Linked DNA regions of Mus musculus: all the other regions are linked to region 6. A link is a contact called in public HiChIP or PLAC-seq and promoter capture Hi-C data. All regions are on one chromosome and are shown on one strand. The core of a region is the stretch at or near the end of the contact, and the rest is flanking DNA. Distances in the headings are between cores, read along the strand shown.

Region 1 (3,051 bases), core at 74-2,573, 1.0 Mb after region 6:
TGGTAGTGGTGCAAGCCTTTAACACCCCAGGACATGGGAGGCAAAAGCAGGCATATCTCTGAGTTGGGAGGCCAGCCAGGTCTACAAATTGAGTTCCAGGATAGCCAGGAGTACACAGAGAAACTCTGTCTCAAAAAAACAGAAAGAGGAAAAAGTGGGGGGGGGTCGCCTGTAACCCCACCATTCAGAAGAGGTAATCAGGGGGAATAGGAATATGACCCCATCTTGAGTTACACAGGGAGACCTTTTCTCAAAAACAGAAAAAGAAAAGAAAACAAAAACAACTCAATGAATTCATCGACACTGTTTTATGTACTAGACAGTGCATTTCTATGCACACGGGAGCTGACTCCAGGAATTAAGAGGTGCACTTAACAGATGAGATGGATAACAATAACTTGTCGACGGGGCGGAGCTCTATCTCAATTTTATACAAAACTTAAAAGAGGTTCTTGAGTTTCAAGTCTTAAAACAATTCCAAAAAATGGGCTGAGATAAAAAAACAAAAACAAAAACACAACAACAACAAAAAACCCGGCTTCAAATCCTTTGACTTTCGAATCACTTTTGGAAGATGCTGGAGGCTGGAAAAGAAAAACGCTATTAAACGAGCCTGTCGGACGAGAGGGACAGCAGGAGTATTTTATTTACTCGAGGCGCTGCGGGGCGACCGACAAGCCCCGCCTTCCTCGCTTGCAGCTTCTCTGATCTGCCAAAGGAAGGAGGGAAGCCGGCCAGGCGAGGGGTCAAAGGATCAGAAAGGAGAGTGACATCTTGTGCGGGGAAGGTGGGAGCGAAAGTGAACGCGGGTGCAATTGCGAGGAAGGCGTGGCAGGACAGCGGCTATAGCCAGCAGAGAAGACCGCTGGACCGAAGACAATCAAGGAGCGTGTCCCGGGAGGAGGGAGCATACCAAAGGGGTGCAGAAGGGGCAGGCGGCCGAGGCTTTTCGACAGCTGCGGGCGCCCCCCCCCCCTCCAGCTCTCCATTATGCGCGCCCCCGCCGCTCCCTCCCTCCCTCCCTTCCTCTCTCCCTCCCTCTCTCCCTTCCTCTCTCCCTCCCTCTCTCCCTCCCCACCGCGCCGCGGAGCCGCCGCCAGCCGCGCAGGTACAATGGTCGGCTCGGCCCTCGCGCCGGCTCTCCTCACCTGATGAAGCTCGCCGACGCCCAGGCCTGGCCCTGTCCATCTTCTCCTCCGCCGGCTCCTCCAGTCCCACTTCCAGGCGCTGTCACCTCAGGACCCCTCGGGCTGGGGAAGGGAGGGGGAGGGGAAGAGAGAAAGCCAGAAGTGAGATTCGCGCTTGCGCACTAGTCGTCGCCTCCCCCCCCCCCGACCGGAAGTCCCTTGCCCCTCCCACCTCTGCCAGAGGTAGCGCTTCCTGGGCCTTGTTTAGCCTGCGAGCCTATCGTTCTGTCGTTGGTTAGGCGAAGGGGACTTACCCCACGAGGGTCCCTAAGGAAAAACTTGATTCACGATTTTTTAACCCGTTGACTTTAAAATAAAATTTGAGTTGACAAAAATTACAGATACCGAGTACCTCTGCTTTTATGCCTTTTGAACGAAATTACCCCCCAAAATATGAGAAGCTACTGTCTGTGGTATTTCTAGCTATTTGTCCTCAAGAAGGCTACTCAAACTTAGAAACAAGGACAGCAAAATGTAGTTGTTCCTGTTGTTTGATGTAAGAAATAAACAAATATGAGTCTTTTCTATCAAAAACTATAAAGCCTGTGTTTGGTACTGTTAGGCCTCAGGATCCAAAATAACAGTCGTGGCCCAGCACTTAGATCTCTGATAGATAAAGGCTAGCATTTGTTTCCCTTGCCTAGGAGATGGGGCAGATGGCTCCTCGTTGACATATACCTGTGGTTGCATATCAAAGCCCCAAAGTCCCCATCCACAAATACCCCTACCCCAGCCTCCTGGCCTCTCACCTTCCCTACTCCTGCAGATGCTAAGCACCAGGCTGTCCCAGAGCTCCACTCTCTGGGGCCAAGGATTCTTCCCCTGCACCTGCCATCTGTTACTGTCTCACCATCCCCACGCTTCTCTCTCTCTGCTCTTCCTGCGCCCCCTCCCACACAGGAGCAAGAAACTCACATCTTTTTTTCTCCCCCACCTTGTATGACATTTAGACACGTTGTAATCTTCCCACCCAGTTGGAGCCAGGAATGTTATGTATTCCCCTTCTCATTTCCTGTGTGCTAATTCTTTTCAAAATAGCCACTAGAATTAAGACTATAACATGCTTGACCCAGGGAATGACACTATTAGGAGGTGTGGCCTCTTGCAGTAGGTATGTCACTGTGGGTGTGGGCTTCAAGACCCTGGTCCTTGTTCTGTTAGTAAAAAGATAAGGGAGAGGAAGAGTATGTTTGGTGGCTGTGCAGTCAGGTGTGGGAGATGGGGTGCCTCCACCAGCCCATGCTGAGCCATCCCTTCCCCCATAGAGTTTATTGAGTAGACACCGGCCATGAGCACCATGAGGACATGGGGAGAGATGGGGGAGGGGAATGGGGAGACAGGCAGAAGGAGCAAGAGGACAGAGCAGGAGCAAGAAGGCAACAGAGCAGAAGAGAGAGGGAAGGTGGCCAACAGCCCCTTTTATAGTCAGTCGGGCACACCTAGTTGTTGCCAGGTAACTGTGGGGTACAGCCTAGACAAAATGCTAACAGTTCTAGCTGCCAATCTTCTGTTTGCCTTTGGAACAAGATGTAGAACTCTCAGCTCTTCCTATGCCATGCCTGCCTGGACACTGCCATGATCCCCCCCCCCCTTGATGATAATGGACTGAACCTCTGAACCTGTAAGCCAGCCCCAATTAAATGTTGTCCTTTATAAGAATTGTCTTGGCCAGGCAGTGGTGCTACATGTCTTTAATCCCAGCACTTGGGAGGCAGAGGCAGGTGGATTTCTGAGTTCGAGGCCAGCCTGGTCTACAGAGTGAGTTCCAGGACAGCCAGGGCTACACAGAGAAACCCTGTCTCGAAAAAAAAAAAAAAAAGAAGAAGAAGAAGAAGAAGAAGAAGAAGAGGAGGAGGAGGAGGAG
Region 2 (2,982 bases), core at 318-2,817, 1.2 Mb after region 6:
TCTGCCCTCCTTTTCTTCCTGAGTGCTAGGAAATAAGATGTGAGCTACCACTACCTGGCAGAATCTGTAAGTTTTTAATATAAATTTATTGATCCTTTTAGAACTTTATGCAATGTATTTTGATTATTTTCTCTCTCTCTATTCCCCCGTGATCCATCTCCAACTCCCTTCACTGTGTTCTCTTAATTTAAACAAACAAACAAGCAAACAAACAAACAAACAACTTAGTCCAGTTTGTGCTACACAAACACTTAACAGGTGGGAAGCCATTCCCCGGAGAGTGGTTGACCTATCAGGGTCCATACCCTTAGGAAAACAGTATCTCCTGTTCCCAGATGCCATCATTGGGTCTTCAGTTAATGTGTGTGTACACATGAACCCTTTGTCCTGCCATGTGAGAATGTTGGTGGGTTGGTTTTGTTCAAGTCTTGTAGAGGCAAGCACAGGTGCTCTGCGTTCATGAACCCAGTGGTCTTATTATGCCCCGAAGACAGTTGTTTTGCTTCTGTTCTTCCTGACCTCAGGCTCTTATAGCTCCATTGTCAATAAATATAATGATAATTAATGACAGTTGGAATTCATATCGATTCTACTTCAACTTGGGACTAAGTCTGAGGGCAGACTTTTTTTTTTAACATTTTTTAAAAAGATGTATTTATTTAATGTATATGAGTACACTGTAGCTGTCTTCAGACACACCAGAAGAGGGCGTCAGATCTCATTACAGATGGTTGTGAGCCACCATGTGGTTACTGGGAATTGAACTCAGGACCTCTGGAAGAGCACGCAGCCAGTGCTCTTAACTGCTGAGCCATCTCTCCAGCCCCAGACTCCACCCCATCCCCCAGCATTTTGCTCTGGTTAAAAGTAAGTCCAACCCCACTGTGCTCTAAGCCAGGAACGTCTTTTGTCCCACACAGGCCTTTCTGTCCTCTAGAAACTCCTCTCAGTATCTCAGATTCACCAAGCTGCTTTTGACATAAAACGTCCAAACTAGGGTAATCCAGCATTGAGGGTGGTTTGGGTGGAATATCCTGGCGCTTTTGCCAAGAACTAACTTCAAAGAGAGAAGCTTCAAGATCTCTATGCTCACGTTTGGCAAGCAGTGTTTCTCTGGTACCAGCAGCTCCGCCACTGCTAGGCCAGCATTGTGGTTAGTTCTCAGGAAGAGAATCGGTTGAGGGGACGCTCCGGGGAAACGCTGATGTCCGAAGGTCATCTGTATTTGTGTCTCCAAAAGGGTCCAGCCCTCGGGCTAGAGTGTATCTCCGGAGGTACACAGTCATCCTAACCCAAGCTCCCTGGGGCGGTCGGGTAGCACAGGCAGTGCCAACTCCTTGTTTCGCCACTGGGCACATCACTCAGCTTGCGCGGCTGTCAGTCAACATCCCCGCTCCGCCCCGCCCCGCCCATAGTCGGACCAATCGTAGCCGGGGGTCGGGGGTGAGGCTCCGTAGCGCGGTCAGGAAGCCGGGAGAGAACAGCCTGGCGCGGAGGCCCCCGATCGGAGCGTCCACATCCCGTGGGAGGGCGAGCGGCGAGCGAGACCGGAGACCCGGTGAGTGCGAGCTGCGACTATGCGCGCGGCGGGGCGGAGCCTGTCCCGAGAGCGCCCGGTGCGGCGTGCCTCGTGCGCCCCGCAGCTGCAGAGCCCTGTGTTCCGCGCGCGGACCTCGGGTCCCTAACGTCCCCGGCCGGGTGTAGGGAGCTGCGGCCCCGGGAGTCCCAACTGCGTTCCAGAGCCCGGGAGCCGAGGCCCCGGTCGAAGACGCAGGCAGAGCTTCAGCCCTGGGCTGCGACTGCCAAGGTCCGGATGATCCGAGCCGCTGCAGAGAGGATGCAGGGCGAGCCTGAACATCTCCATCCTCAGTTTCTCCACTTGCTGCAGCGCCGCAGCGCCTGGTAGCAGGCACCTCAGGTGACCTGTACCCGAGAGCGCAGTCAGGCCCCTCTCCTCCCCCCAACCCCCACCCCTTACTTCTCTTCTTTTTTCCACTCCCAGTGCAGAGAGCTTGGCGACACTGCACTTGGTCCCTATCGCCAGTCTCATCGCTGCTGTGGCGCCAGCTGCTTCTTATCTTGTTGTCTCCTCATACTTTGGACTACCCAGGCCTTACTGAGCTGCAGTTTTGGAGGCATCAGAGAAGTCATGCAGGGAGGAACATGTGTGTGACAGTCCTCTGTGGGATGTTGAGATCTTGGCTTGTGTTCTGTCTCTGCTTGACTCAAGTTCAGAAGGGCAGTGGTGCTCAGAGAGGTTGTGAGGCAGGATTTTGCAAAAATGTATATGAAAGTGTAATTTCCCCCTTGCTTTTCATCAACAATAGATTATTGCCGTGTTCCCAATGGATGAAGAATCACACTGCCTGGTGATTGTGTTCTCTTCCTGTAGGCATTATGTGTCATTTGGAATATTAGGGTGTCTTTGAAGCTGGCAGGTTGCCAGGACCCTCATGACTGTCTGATTCCTCTCAGGGGGAGGGCACACCATACTTTAACCCAGCAGTGTGGGGGGCTCTGTCCCCTTTTGACTGGGCTTACTATCTTCTTTCCATGTCTGTTGTTTTCATAATTTCTTCTGGGTTGACCAAGTGTGTAATCGGCTACTGAGAAAGGAGCTGAAGGAAGGTCACTGAAGAGGGAATGGTTGTTCCTAGTGCTCCAGAATCCAGTTGTCCTGAGAGACCATGGCAAGGCACAGTTCAAAATTCATTTTAGTACCACTAGCCCTTGCCAACTGAAGTAAGCAATGCCCCCTGGCCACTCTATTTAGTGGTTCTTCTACTTGGCAGTCTACTGTAGCTATCTAAGGGATATCAAGGGTTTCAAAGTAAGCGATGCCAAAGGATCCAAGCCTAAGGTGTAGACATAGGAAAAGCAGAACCAGCAAAGGTGTTGGCCTCCTAAGGTGTAAAGAAAATTCATTTGCAGAGAGCAAAGGCCAAGGCCAAACGCTGGAATGTGGTTCTACCTTGTGGCTCC
Region 3 (2,993 bases), core at 253-2,752, 1.1 Mb after region 6:
TAACTCAAGGCCGGCCTGAGTAATTTAGTGAGATCTTGCCTCAAATCGAGAAACAATCCGTCAATAAACCTGTTGCCTGATCTTTTCTCAACACACACTGCGTAACACAGTTCCCGAGGCTATTTTCACAAAGTAAAAAGAACGTTAAAGCGTTAGGAAACAGGATCCCTGTCACCGTGATTGGTGAGTCAGGGCTGTAATATCAACACGTGAGAGGCTGAGGTGGGAGGAGTGCCACACTCAAAACAAGAAAAAACATACGACACAAGTGTCATCATTCCTCCTAATAAAATAAAACCTCTTATGGTATGTCGGTCTTGTCCCATCTCCCGAGAAAAAGGATCTGGCAGTCTGGAAGGCTGCCTAATGCCCTAAAACCGGGACTCACAGCGACTGCGCCATCATTAGTCCTAATAACCACATTATTCCTTGTTTCTGTGTCGCAGTTGCAGAAACAGACATTTGGACCTAGTCCAATGGCCAAATCCGAGCGGCACTCACTGGGAGACGGCAGCCAGGGTTTGGGACAGCTTTTTCTACGGCAGAAGGGAGAGGGAGAGGGTAGGTCTGCCTCTGCCTCTGGGTCTCCCACCATCCCCTAAGGGCCTCGGGGGCGGGCCCAGATAGGCCGCACCACGCCCTCCACCGCCTGGCCCGGCCCCGAGGGAAGCCCCCGAAGCCCCACCCCGGGCGAGGGTCCGCCCCCAGCCTCCCGGGCCTCCTTCCTGTAGGGGAAGTGCGGCTGCTTTCGCGTCCCCAGCCCGCTCTGCTCCGCTTGGCTCGGCTGGGTCCCGCGGTTGCCGCGCAGCCGAACGGACGCACGCACGCCTCCGGGCTAAGGATACGGCCCGGTCCCCAGACTTGAGGGCTCGCGGGTGCGCACGCAGGCCGGGCCGAGCCGCCCCCCTCGGCCCCCGGGGCCCGGCGCACTCACCTCGCCACCAGTAGGTCTTGGACAGGTCGTGCCAGGTCTGGTGCCGGGTGTGGTGGGTGCCCCCGGGGCCCAAATGGGCCGCCTCGATGAGGCCCTGGCGACGCTCCGGCTGCAACACCACCTCCAGCTCGGCGAAGGTCTTGCGGTGCCGCTGCCGCCGCTGGTAGTAGAGGGTCCCGCCGCGCACGACGTAGCAGGCGGCGGCCTTGCGGATCTTCCGCTTGACATTGCCCTCGGTGCCCGGCGCATAGGGCTCGCGTTCGTTCGTCAGGTAGCGCAGGATGGCCCGGTAGCTCTCCTCGCTTGACATAGCCGCCGGCAGCGCCCTCGGGGGCGCCTGTCAGTGGTAAGGAGAGGCAGACAGCGCCGCGGCTCGGGAGAGGGGCCGCGGCGACCCGGGGAGGAGCGAAGGCGACGCCTGTGGTGGGCGCTCTCTCTCTCCGAGGGCGCCCGCCTGCCCGCCCGCCGGCAGCGCGGAGGGGAAGAACCGACCACCTGGTAACCAGGGGGAACTGCACTTCGGCAGCGCGCGGGATCCGCTGGCGACTGACAAAATGGCTGCTGCACCACCGGAAGTGACGCGCGGGAGCGGGGCGGGGCCGCCACCCCGATTGGAGCGCGCTACGGCTCTGCGCTCCCAGGGAGCCGGCGGTGTGACGTCAACACTGCGGAGGACATGTTGGAAGAGGGAACGCGCTCTCTCGGGCAGATACGGGGGTCCTCAGCAGACATCTTAAGTCTTGGCAGGGCCCTCCCCCACCGCCCTCCCTTTCCTTTCCCACGCTCTCTGTAAAGCCACGTGTTTGAGCGGTTCGCTGTTTGTTTCCCTGAGACCCTCCCCGTAAACGGTAACTGAGTCAGTTGTTCTGTATACTCTGAGACTAGATATACCAGATACCGCCGAGTTTGAAACTGTAGCAATTGATTGCCACTGTCTGAGCCTCTGGGCCAAATACTGTCGCAGTATTACCGAGCATTAAGTGCTTCAGTGTTACGAATTTTCTCCAAACTACCTAAGTAATTTTCTAGAAACATCACCATGGTGACGACTATGCAGGTCCAGATTGCTTAGATGATTAAATAACATGCAGAAGTAACTCTCAATCCCGTTTCCTTGTAATGCCCGGACGCTTTGTGCTTATTCCTTGAAGCTAGAAGGTTCCAGGCTTCCCAACCCAATGACTTTAGTTAAAGAAGCTATTTTTCTTTATTTCTGCCTAGAAGACACACACATTATCTATGACGCTTTTAAACGTTTGTGGTACCACAGGTAAGGAGCAAGCAGGTGGCAGTGGGCTCAAGAAACCAGACAGTGGTTAGAGTGTTTCCATCGTCTATGAAGGAAATGAAGGGTAAAAATGGAGAGCATCTTTCTCCCAAGAGATTCAGATACAGGTTTGTACAGGGTGTGGCTTCATGACCTTTGTACTTTAAAAAAAAAAACCGCTAACGGGATATTTGAATCAAATCTTGAGAATACACATAAAAAGAATGTTGCCAATACAATTAAGATCCATCTAAGCATTTGCAGGTAACAGGAACTGTTACAGCCAGGCGTGGTGGCGCACTGGGAGGCAGAGGCAGGTGGATTTCTGAGTCCCGAGCCAGCCTGGTCTACAAAGTGAGTTCCAGGACAGTGAGCTCTAATATACGGAGAAACCCTGTCTCGAAAAACCCAAACAAACAAAAAAAAAAAAAAGAGAGAGAGAGAAAACCCAGGAACTGTTACTGGTCTTTTGGTTTTTTTTTTTCCCTTTAATCAGACTTTCCTAAGAAAAGCTAAACTTTAAACTTGTGTCCTTGCAAAGGCCTACATTCCATGTACTAATTTTTTTACACAAGCTAATGGTTGTTTGGGAAAAAGATCTTGTTACTAGGCTAGTCATACCCTCATACCTCAGATACTTTTAATATTTTATTTTCTACATGTGAGTGCATGGTCACGGTCTTCAGACACCAGAAGAGGGCTCCCAAAACAGATGGTTGTGAGCCACCATGTGGTTGCTGGGAATTTGGAACTAAGGACTTCTGTTAGAGCAGTCAGTGGTGCTCTTAACCT
Region 4 (3,288 bases), core at 554-3,053, 1.1 Mb after region 6:
AAAGATTATGGGCCCTTGATCTAACTTCAGTCCAGTGGTCTAAAGTCAAACTTAGGGGGGTCGTTACAGTCCATCCAGTACCATGGAAAACACAAAACAAACACAGAAAACACACATACACACACTGACAAATACCTGAAAACAGACACAAAAAACAAATACACACTGACAAATGCCTGAAAACAGACACAAAAAACAAATACACACTGACAAATACCTGAAAACAGACACAAAAAACAAATACACACTGACAGATGCCTGTCTTCCATCAAACTGACAAAACCAACTCAGAAATGCAGGCGGTCGAGGGAGTACACTCCCCGCCTCAGACGGACTCCTAGAGTCCTTCCCCTCGCTCAGGGCTTCAGAAATACAGATGGTCGAGGGAGTACACTCCCCACCTCAGACGGACTCCTAGAGTCCTTCCCCTCGCTCAGGGCGTCCCCCAGAGCGAGCAGCAGCCAGTGATTCCAGCACGTCTGCTGTTCACACTCAGTGCCTCATCCCGAGGCAAAGGTCTCTGTTTCTCACGAAACGTCGCGGCTGCAAATTTCAGCACAGAACCTAGCCGGCTTACAGAAATATTTTTGGACAAAAAAATCTCACCTCCAAGTGGGTCTTCGGAGACGTGGGTGGTCACGCCAAACCCGGACGAGCCCCCAAATGAAAAACTCCGAGAGGAGCTCCTCACTCAGGCCTCAGGACAATAGCGGACACCCAAGAACTCACGACAGACCGAGCTTGTTGCAAACCACATGAGGCTTTATTTGGGGAAAGCCAGAGCTCTGGGGACGACTCATATCCCACGCAGGGGTAGAGGAGTCGTCCCCGAGAGAAAAGAGTTTCCAGTTTTTATAGGCCCTCGGGGGGAAAGGAGAAGGGGGAGATTAGGGGATTTCCAGATCTAAACAATATCTATTCTAAAATGATTGATTCCTCAAGAAATGGGTATGGGAGGGAAACAAGGAAAAAATCTAATGAAGGTACAGCAATGGGCACACACCTGGTCAGAACATTGGCAGGCACACAGGTTCGAGGAGTGGCCAAAGCATTGTGCACCTCTATTTTTCTAAATCAATGAAGCCAGTTCTACTAACAATAAAATCTATTTTACCAATTTCAGGGCTTCTATGACCTTTTACATTCTGCCAGAATCTTTCACTCAAACTTAGTAGACTGTGCTAGCCTCAAACTCATAGAAATCCACTTGTCTCTGAGGACCAATACCCGGGGGTTGTCTCCTGTTCTCCACGTAAGTGACATGGTATGTACACACTGTAGTAGGTACTAGCAATAGTACTGATTTAGAATTAGATTTTATTTACTTTTACTTTCTTGGATTTTTCTAGACAGGGTTTCTCTGAGTAAGCCTTGGCTGTCCTTGAACTCGTTCTGTAGACCACGATGGCCTCGAACTTGCAGAGATCCGCCGCCTCAGCTTCCCAAACTCTGGGATTAAACACTGGCCATTAGCCCGCCTAGAATTAAATTCTAAAATAGAACGTGAAGACTTGAGTCTTATGGTTTTGTTATGACATGCGCGTAACGAGAGTGACCAAGTTGAGAGCCTGTAAGGATTCGAGTTCTAACCGCCAAGCAATAAATGATGTGGCAGGGCATCGGTGGCGAGCCCCCAAATCGACTCAAAACGTCATTTTCCGGGGGACTCAGGGGCAGTCGGCGAGGTCGCAGAGCGACTTTAGGCGCGGTGGGGGTGGGGAAACAAACTGCCTGCCGAGTTAAACGTCAGAGGCCGTGGCCGGAGGGGCGGGACATCCGGTGGTGCCGGACTTCCGGCGGCCGCGGCGGAAACCCTCGCGGTGCAGTGCAGGCCGCGGTGTGCACGCGGATCTGCTCCGGAGTCCTGCAGCCCAGCCGCCGGCCGCAGTCTGGGTACCTGCGGAGCTTCTCTCTGCCGGTGCTGGGGTGCTGGGTGGACCCGCTGGCTTTCCAGGATGCGGGGCGTGGAACGTGGCCTCTGAGAACCCCAGGCGAGAGGAAGCCGTGCTGTAGGAGTCGTTAGGCACGGCGCTACCTGAAGCGGAAGCCGCGTTCACCCAGATCGTCTCCTGTGTCGCGCTTTAAAGTGTAAGTCGTCGGGGTCTGTCTCTCTGCCTAGGTGCTCCCCATGCTTTCGATCTCTCCGGGCATCGCCATGCCCGCGCACATAATTACCCCCTTCGCAGACTCACACACAGAACTTTACTATAAAATATTTTTAAAATTTGGTTGTTATAGTGAGTGTGGTGGGGCAGGACTCGGGAGGCAGAGGCAGGAGAATTGTCTGGAAGGGAATTTGCCAGCCGGCGCTAAAGAGTGGAGAACCTATACTTTTGTTTTTGTTTTTAATTTCTATGGTGGTGTGAAATTTCTTTCTACTAGTTACAAAGGCAAAAATCAACTATATTGTTTTTATATTTTTTTTTTAAGTAGGGTCTCATGGGCTGGAAGGCCTACAATAAGCCTTACCCAGGATGATAACTTTGTCAAACTCAGGTCCTGAGGATTCTAAGTTAAATAATAATTCTCAAAGTCTGATATCAGTTTTTATTTTTTGGTTGTTTTTGAATGGTTTTGCTGTTTTGCTTTTTGATACCGGTCTTACAGTATTCCTGGCTGTCATGGAACTCAATATGTAGACTAAGCTGGCCACGTTTAACTGGATAGGCACAGCCCTTATCCTAATGGAATATAGTCTTTAGTTTCTGGTGGGGAAAACAAGTATTATCATAGGCACAGGGTGCTCTGAAAAACTAATAGGATTGTTTGCTCTAAAGTGGGAAAAGAAGATGTGCAGCTGAAAAGGCAGGCAAGCAAAGGGTGATACTGCAAAAACCCGCTTAAACCACATGAGTGAACTTGGATCTCAACGGAACACATAGTTAGGACTATACTGCTGTGGAATGGAGTGCATCCGGGCATTTGCATGGAGCAGAGGACACGCACGGGTATACAGAGTCAGACAAGAAGCTAAAGATGGGTGGGATTTTTCAAGAATTTTCCTTCTCCCTCACATTTTACATAAGTTCTCAAACAAAGTGTTTTCGCTGTTTTGTGGAACATCTAGTTCTTTGAGATAAAACTATAGAACCTTTTATATATTTGTCCTGGCTTTGTATATTTTATTTTATAACGTCTGCTATAAAGTCTGAGCTGAGACATTTACTGTCTGTTTTAGTCAGCTGCCTTGCATTTCTGTTGTGGAAGCGCAAAGGCATTTGTGGGCAGTGCTTTAGGGTTGTTTGTTTTTAAGTCAGGTTTCATCTTCCGTAACTTTCCTGCTTTTTG
Region 5 (3,172 bases), core at 497-2,996, 1.0 Mb after region 6:
ATGTAGAAGACAAGAGGACAACTGTAGGTTTTGTTCCTTGGGAGCTGCACACATTATTTTTTTAACAAAGACCCCCACTTGGGGCCTAGGGCTTGCCAATTAAGCTAGGCTGGGCAGTCAGTGAGCCCCAGTGTCCCTCCTACTTGTCCTCCCCAGCACTGTGACTGCAAACCCACCCCACTACATCCTGCTTTTAATATGGGTGAGGGATCCCAGTACATGAGATCAACATCAAGCTCTCATGTCTCTTTCTCAGCACTTTACTCACAAAGCCACGTCCCTAGCCCTAAACTTCACAGGTTTCTTTTTCCGTTTATAAAATTGAAATGAACACATTATCACTCAACTAGAATAATACTGGCCTAAAGAAATCATAAAATAAGAACAGTATTTGGAATTCACTGAGTTTTTTTGTTGTTGTTGTTTCAAATGTATAATTTAAGAAAAATAATAAATACACCATTTAGACAAATTCCGAGTATAAATTCATTGGAAAAATATGAGTGTATTGTATTCTGTACTTCACTAATCACTGCCACTGCCAATAAATGAAAGCAAGAGTAAGTTTACCCTCTGTGTATGTCCAACTCAGCTCCTGCTGACCAAAGCTTATAAATGTCTAGAAATTTTCAACCAGGAAAATAAATGTGAACCACATGTGGAAATAAGCTCGCCTATAAAGAGACGTGTACTGGCATGTCCTTTAGAAAGAATCAAACATGCTGGGGCGGTGCTGGTGCATGTCTATATTCCCAGCACTCGAGAGGCAGAGGTAGGGGGATCTCTGTGACCTTTAGGCCAGCCTGGTCAACACAGTGAGTTTCAGGATAGGCAACATTACAGAGAAACTCTGTCTCATAAAAATATAAATAAATAAATAAATAAATAAATAAATAAATAAATAAAAAAAAAAGAGAGGATGTAGGGACCGGAGAGAATCAAACAATTAAGGAATCAAATTTAAAACAAGCGCCACGTTTCGTTTTTTAAATACCTGCTAGCCTGGTATTTCTATAACTCCCGACTCTTTATTCTTATTACATTATATAGTTGATTTGACCCATGTGTTTTCTATTTGTCCTGTTAGTCTGATCCAGGAATGAATGGGATAAACTGTCCTTACAGAAAAAAGCAAGGAGGTTAGTTCATTGCTCTTACATACCAGAATGAAAAGTAAAATTTCTAATAAAAAGTCATTTCAGTACTCAATTAAGTAATTTTGTTTACTTAAAAGTTAAACTTTAGGATGAAATTTAGAGGCAGAGGTAAATTTTCATCTGCTGGGTAAAAATGAAACTAAGGCAAAAGGCCTCCTGTCAAACATCAGAAGACTGAAGCGACACAAAGCTCCTGGTGAAAACAGCAAGTCTCAGAACACACTCATCCAAAGCCATACCCAAGAGGTCTCCAGGTCCTTATTCAAGGCTTGGAATCTCTTTTCTAGGTTGTCATCAAAATTACAGAGCCGAAAATTCATTCTAATAGAAGAGGATATGTATCAATAAAAGTCTGAATATGGTCCTCCGGTAGGAACTGTTTCTTCCATTCAGCAAATACTTACCATTTAATATATGCCTAATACTGTACTAGGAAAAAGGAATAAAGTGTAATACAGGCCCTGTTCTCCTAAAGTTTCCTGTCAAGGATACATACAAAGAAGCTACAAATCACAGTATGTGTGCTATGATGAACAGGCTGTTGAAGAGGACAGAGGGAGGTTTCAAGTGCAGCCGCGTGTGAGAAGGAGACAAAGATGAATGAGATCAGGATTTAGAACCAGCAGAAATCAGTAAAAGGGGAAGAGGAGATTGTTTACAAGATAAAAGAATGAAGAAAATGAAACAGCACATGGCTTTCAGTGAGATATAAACAGTTTCCCAAGAATAATATAAATATGGAGAGCAAACAGACACGGACCAAACAGTCAGTGGGTCAGTCATTTGGCATTTGTGTGCCAAACTTGAAGGTTACAAGGATCCAGACAGATATAAACTCGTGAGTAACAAGTTTCATGTGACTTTCAAATGTAAGGAATGGCTTGATAAGAAAAGTTCATACTCAGGAAGCCCGAACAAGTGGCTATCATAATAATAAAGACACTAAGTTATTGGGGCTTAGATGCTGTGGATGGGTCTGGTGCTGTTTGTATTTTGATGCTAATTCTACTCTCCTGGGCGGGGCTCTAAGGACAGGGAGTGAGTCATATACTCAGGTGACTTCTTGTGAACCAATCCCCTAATGAATAAAGAAGCCAATCACTGGGTGAGTAGGAGGGACTTCCGGTTTGGAGAGTGGACGAGAAGAGGAGTGGAGGAGAGGAAGCAAGAGGGCTCTTTTTGGACTGAGATACCGTGAGGACAAGAGGTAATTACCAGTGTCTCCTAGTTTCAATGGTGGATCCATCAGGATTTGCCAGCAGAGGATTTAGATTTAATAGGGTTTACAAGTTAGTATTTTAATTGTTGCGCCCAGAGATTGAGTTACCATTATTTCTGAACTAAGTTTGTGTTGTGTTTTCCTTCACATGGAAGCTTGTCTGGGTTCAAGAGAGAAAGGTACTGCTGGCAAAATGTGGGTTTGCCTGAGGGGCACCACAAAGGTCATGAGGGTTGTGAAGCATGGGGCTGGTGTGGTAGCTACCCGCCAGTGGGAATTTAGCAAGCTGAGTGGAGAGATTTTGGAGCTCTGAGTCAGAGTCTCCATGAGATTAAAAAAAAACAGGTTGGCCATTGTCCACCAGTGCATGGCTGGCCAGGCTGCTGGGGCACGGGAACTTGTCATTCTTTTTAATATTTCCCACAACACTTAGACTGGAGCGCTGGCAATAAAGATGAAACACTATTTCTGTATAGATTTACATCACAATGATGAGATGTAAGGAATGAAAATAAAAGGGAGTTACAGCCATTCCCAAGTTCTAATTTACAGAGCTTAGTATATGGGTGAGCCAGTCACTCAGACAGCAAAGGGCAACAAACATAAGGGTGAGTTGAAAGTAAAGACTGTTTATACTTTGAAACAAGTCTGAGCTTAGTAAACCTAGACCTCAGCTGAATGCCAGGAACTAGGGAAGGGGGAGAACTAGGGACTATTTTTTTTTTAAGATTTATTTATGTAATGTATGCATGTGAGTGCTGCATTGGCATGTGTGCTTGCATGGCAAAAGAGGACA
Region 6 (3,239 bases), core at 525-3,024:
CATTTTAGTGCTGGATGAAATAGAAGGGACCAAATATTTTAATCCTCTTAGCCTACCAGGATGACAATGACATAAACTGAGCTTACCAAAATAACAATGCTGGACAGGACAATGTAGAATGGCATCTCCTCAGCTCTCAAAGATCATGGTTCCCTCCAACATTGTAAGTTCTGGTTAGAAATTGGCTGTTTAACTTCCCCATAGGAGAGAACAAACAGCCTTCCTGCTAGCTAGCACGGTGACTCACACACAGTAAGTACTATCCCTGGAGTCATATACCAGAGCCTCTGAAGCTACTTAGGAAAAGAACAACGTGTCTTCAGGCTGAATGGGATGAAAATGCCTGCCATTCATTTAACTGTACAGTTTTTCTCATGAGTGTTAAGTGCACATAGGATGCGTGTGTATAAAGAATTTCCTCAGGCACATACCTGGTATTTATTTACCTGTAAGTTTCTCTGAACTTGGATTACTCTGGTAATACCACCACAGAATTCCTGACCCAGTAAAGTCCCTTATCTCACTCAATCTCAGTCCATGCCAATTCTCCACACAGCCGTCAAACTTGTCAAAAAGATTTAATAGTCTGACCACCAGATCCGATAGAGCAGTTTATCACTCCAATGCTTGTTATAACACCAGAGACTCTTTATCAGGCTTGGACACATGTATATATATGTCCAGGTGAAATAGAACATTTTAAGATGTGCAGCGGGGGTGGGGGTGGGAGGCACAGTTCCTTAAAAACTGAACTATTTCCTATATACAAAGCTACCTAATGATTTTTTTGAACTTTGTAATAGTTGCTAATCTCCCTCCCCAAACACACACACACACACACACACACACACACACACACACACAATCAGAGCGAGAGAGAAACTCCGAAAGAAAAATGGCTTGTTTTTAAAAGGTTCTTAGCAAAGTTCTGGTCTTGGGAAACACAATAACAACTCACGGTACAACTCCAATCGTTCCGTGAAATTTGCCTTTCTTCGCTTAATGGAATTACTATATTTGTGCATGTTTCCCATACCTACATACTAGGGATAAATGCTGTGTCACTTAGAAGAAAGGCAAAGTATTCTGTTGGATCCCAAAGGAAATTGTCAAAGAACGTCTCTACGCTAGCCAGCCTGGAGCTGCTATTCCATTCCCTATAAAGGCAACCAGAAACGACTCTAAAGTCACTCGGCAGTTTCCGACCGGTGGGAGGGCCCCTCACCCGCACAACGGGTCAAGGAAAAGCTGCATCCGCTCGTTTTCACCTCTACGGCCCGGGCGGCTTCTCACCATTTCCAGGGAGTCCCCAGAACCGTCGTGGTGGCCACTGCCCAGGGCCGGACTGGCCCTGCCCTCGGGGGTCTTCCGTTCACTGTTGCGCTTCAGGCCGCTGGCGTCGCCCCGGCCTCCCGCTTCCCGGCGCCTCCGCCTTCGGCTCCACAGGTACATAGCCCCAGCACCCAGCAACAGGGGCGCCCCGATGGCCAGCGCCACGTGCCATCGCGGCAGGGTCCCCGCGCCCGAGCCGGGGCCCGCAGTCCCACCGCCACCGCCCACTCCATTTCCAGAACCGGGCGCAGCAGCCGCCGCCATCGCCGCCTCTATGGGCTTAGAGGCGGCCATGACGACTGTCCTCCGCCGCCGCCGCGCCGGTCGCGGGCGCCACGGTCACCGGGCAGCGTGGGGAGGAAGCCGGGAGCGTGGAGGGAAAGCAACGCGCGAGCGAGCACGCTAAGCAGCAGGAGCGGACGACAGAAAAGGGCCAGAGGTCACCGGAAGCCCGGGGCATGCCGGGCTAGACCGGCGGCTGGGCCCGCCCCTATCTACTGTACAGGGGAGAACCACTTCCGGGGTCAGAAGGCCTGGCGCTCTGGGTGGCTTTTCCCTTTCCTCTTGCAGGCGGTTGCCTAGAATCGCTCGGGAGGTCTCAGGCCTTGCGTGACTGCAGACCTCTTCTCCAGGACAGAAGGACCCGTGGCACTGTCGCCAGTGCGGCGAGGAGGGGCGTGGGGGGCCGTGTGCAGCAAGTGTAGAGGGACAGCTCCCTGTAGCTCTGTGAGTGGGCGGGACTTGCAGAAGCACTGTGAAGGGAATTGGCCAGCAGGGATGGTGGGCCTCCCAGTTGATTGGTAGGATCGGGGAGGGGGGTGTGGCTACGTTGGTGCCTGTTAAAGACTGAAACTGTGGGAGGGGGGAAAAAGGGTGAGACCATCGTGCTGTGTAAACCAGCTTTGTATATTTCTGCAATAGCCAGATTGTAGTTTGGACAAATTTGTAGTTCCTGGGACAATGACAGAGGGCAAAGACTAGATGGAAACTGGGGAAGGTAGGTTGACTCATGGAAGTGACTTGCAGCCTGTGTGCTGCACCTTTAATAGTTACAAAGGGCAAGGATGTCTGTTAGAAGGCTTTCCTATTGGCTTTCCTCGAGGACCCCGGATCACCGCAGGCATCTTTACGTGTGTATCTTAAAATGGATTCCACCTGACATCTAGCCCATACAACCTTCCCTGGAGCACAAGTGTCTGTCACAACACTTTGAGTTTGCTCACTTATTTGAAATAACTTAAATTTTTAAAAAAAATTTATTTCATTTATATGACTACACTGTAGCTGTTTTTCAAGCACATCAGAAGAGGGCATCGGATCCCATTACAGATGGTTGTGAGCCAACCATGTGGTTGCTGGGAATTGAACTCAGGACCTCTGGAAGAACAGTCAGTGCTCTTAACTGCTGAGCCATCTCGTCAGCCCTGAAGTACTTTTCTTAAGCCTTCATGAACTCTGGATCTGGTCTCAAAGCATGAAGTCTACTTTGCAAGGTGTTTGGAATTCACACAATTTTCAAGAAAAAAAGGCAAAGCATGGATAATTAAATGTTCCAGGCTATGGCTCTTCATTTCAGGTTTGAACATCCTTTTGTCAAACAAACAAACAAACAAACAAACAAACAAACCAAAAAAACAAAAACCAAACACCCATAGATGGTCATTTGGCTTTTAAGTACCACAGGATGCTCACCATAATAGCATTACATGAAGATGCAAAGGCCAAGTTGTGTCAACGTGGAGTGATTAAAATAGAATGTTCCAGTTTGAAACTTCAGGGCCTTTTCTCTTGCGTCATGTTGGTTCTCACCAGTGAAATGTTTGCACTAGCAACAAACTGAAAATGGTAGTGTAACTTAGTTGATCAAATAGAGATTGCTGTAGGCACTGTTCTCACCCCAGAACTTC

What was found. Promoter capture Hi-C pulls out the DNA fragments that hold promoters and counts their contacts. HiChIP or PLAC-seq counts read pairs in DNA pulled down with a chosen protein or histone mark.
Region 1: an H3K27ac HiChIP or PLAC-seq map of embryonic stem cells shows a contact between it and region 6, with 6 times the contacts expected there. The contact joins the promoter of Senp7 here to the promoter of Tomm70a in region 6. A contact is called at or near these places in 5 of 39 promoter capture datasets (the C10 cell line, embryonic stem cells, liver and 1 more), 3 of 484 Hi-C or Micro-C datasets (CD4 T cells, forebrain and liver), 10 of 115 datasets of contacts at active chromatin or transcription factors (DN3 thymocytes, astrocytes, embryonic forebrain and 5 more) and 2 of 9 other capture datasets (adipose tissue and macrophages).
Region 2: a contact with region 6 is called in a promoter capture Hi-C map of embryonic stem cells, with 3 times the contacts expected there. The contact joins the promoter of Nxpe3 here to the promoter of Tomm70a in region 6. A contact is called at or near these places in 3 of 39 promoter capture datasets (embryonic stem cells, liver and pre-B cells), 1 of 484 Hi-C or Micro-C datasets (B cells), 5 of 115 datasets of contacts at active chromatin or transcription factors (astrocytes, embryonic stem cells, pro-B cells and 1 more) and 2 of 9 other capture datasets (adipose tissue and liver).
Region 3: an H3K4me3 HiChIP or PLAC-seq map of pro-B cells shows a contact between it and region 6, with 5 times the contacts expected there. The contact joins the promoter of Zbtb11 here to the promoter of Tomm70a in region 6. A contact is called at or near these places in 15 of 39 promoter capture datasets (the 3T3-L1 cell line, 3T3-L1-derived adipocytes, the C10 cell line and 11 more), 8 of 484 Hi-C or Micro-C datasets (B cells, the N1E-115 cell line, Sertoli cells and 5 more), 20 of 115 datasets of contacts at active chromatin or transcription factors (the 230-238 cell line, acute myeloid leukemia, astrocytes and 11 more) and 4 of 9 other capture datasets (adipose tissue, embryonic stem cells, liver and 1 more).
Region 4: a contact with region 6 is called in an H3K27ac HiChIP or PLAC-seq map of thymic regulatory T cells, with 8 times the contacts expected there. The contact joins the promoter of Trmt10c here to the promoter of Tomm70a in region 6. A contact is called at or near these places in 11 of 39 promoter capture datasets (the 3T3-L1 cell line, the HPC-7 cell line, cranial neural crest and 7 more), 2 of 484 Hi-C or Micro-C datasets (LSK cells and Th1 cells), 9 of 115 datasets of contacts at active chromatin or transcription factors (astrocytes, embryonic stem cells, extraembryonic endoderm stem cells and 4 more) and 5 of 9 other capture datasets (adipose tissue, embryonic stem cells, liver and 2 more).
Region 5: an H3K27ac HiChIP or PLAC-seq map of embryonic stem cells shows a contact between it and region 6, with 4 times the contacts expected there. The contact joins the enhancer-like site here to the promoter of Tomm70a in region 6. A contact is called at or near these places in 3 of 39 promoter capture datasets (cranial neural crest, embryonic stem cells and frontonasal cranial neural crest), 5 of 115 datasets of contacts at active chromatin or transcription factors (the 230-238 cell line, embryonic stem cells, extraembryonic endoderm stem cells and 1 more) and 1 of 9 other capture datasets (macrophages).

Annotation. Positions count from the first base shown.
Region 1 is chr16:56,073,676-56,076,726 of GRCm38.p6, reverse strand. Senp7 (SUMO1/sentrin specific peptidase 7) reads right to left here and starts at 1,323. Exons shown (of 24, transcript NM_025483.4): 1 at 1,149-1,323. The coding sequence starts at 1,188.
Region 2 is chr16:55,893,864-55,896,845 of GRCm38.p6, reverse strand. Nxpe3 (neurexophilin and PC-esterase domain family, member 3) reads left to right here and starts at 1,567. Exons shown (of 6, transcript NM_001134457.1): 1 at 1,567-1,918.
Region 3 is chr16:55,972,313-55,975,305 of GRCm38.p6, reverse strand. It overlaps Zbtb11 (zinc finger and BTB domain containing 11), which reads right to left and starts at 1,502. Exons shown (of 11, transcript NM_173026.2): 1 at 935-1,502. The coding sequence starts at 1,244. It overlaps Zbtb11os1 (zinc finger and BTB domain containing 11, opposite strand 1), which reads left to right and starts at 689. Exons shown (of 1, transcript NR_027965.1): 1 at 689-2,038.
Region 4 is chr16:56,036,301-56,039,588 of GRCm38.p6, reverse strand. It overlaps Trmt10c (tRNA methyltransferase 10C, mitochondrial RNase P subunit), which reads left to right and starts at 1,803. Exons shown (of 2, transcript NM_029092.4): 1 at 1,803-2,088.
Region 5 is chr16:56,115,420-56,118,591 of GRCm38.p6, reverse strand. All of the region lies in intron 5 of Senp7 (SUMO1/sentrin specific peptidase 7), which reads right to left. Among named protein-coding and RNA genes, the nearest start is that of Senp7, 42 kb to the right of the region's middle. Within about 2 kb of position 1,746, at least 26 of the 459 cell types and tissues checked have an H3K27ac peak or open chromatin away from gene starts, as enhancers often do. A contact at or near this core is called in embryonic stem cells, where this site is marked.
Region 6 is chr16:57,120,249-57,123,487 of GRCm38.p6, reverse strand. Tomm70a (translocase of outer mitochondrial membrane 70A) reads right to left here and starts at 1,774. Exons shown (of 12, transcript NM_138599.5): 1 at 1,294-1,774. The coding sequence starts at 1,626.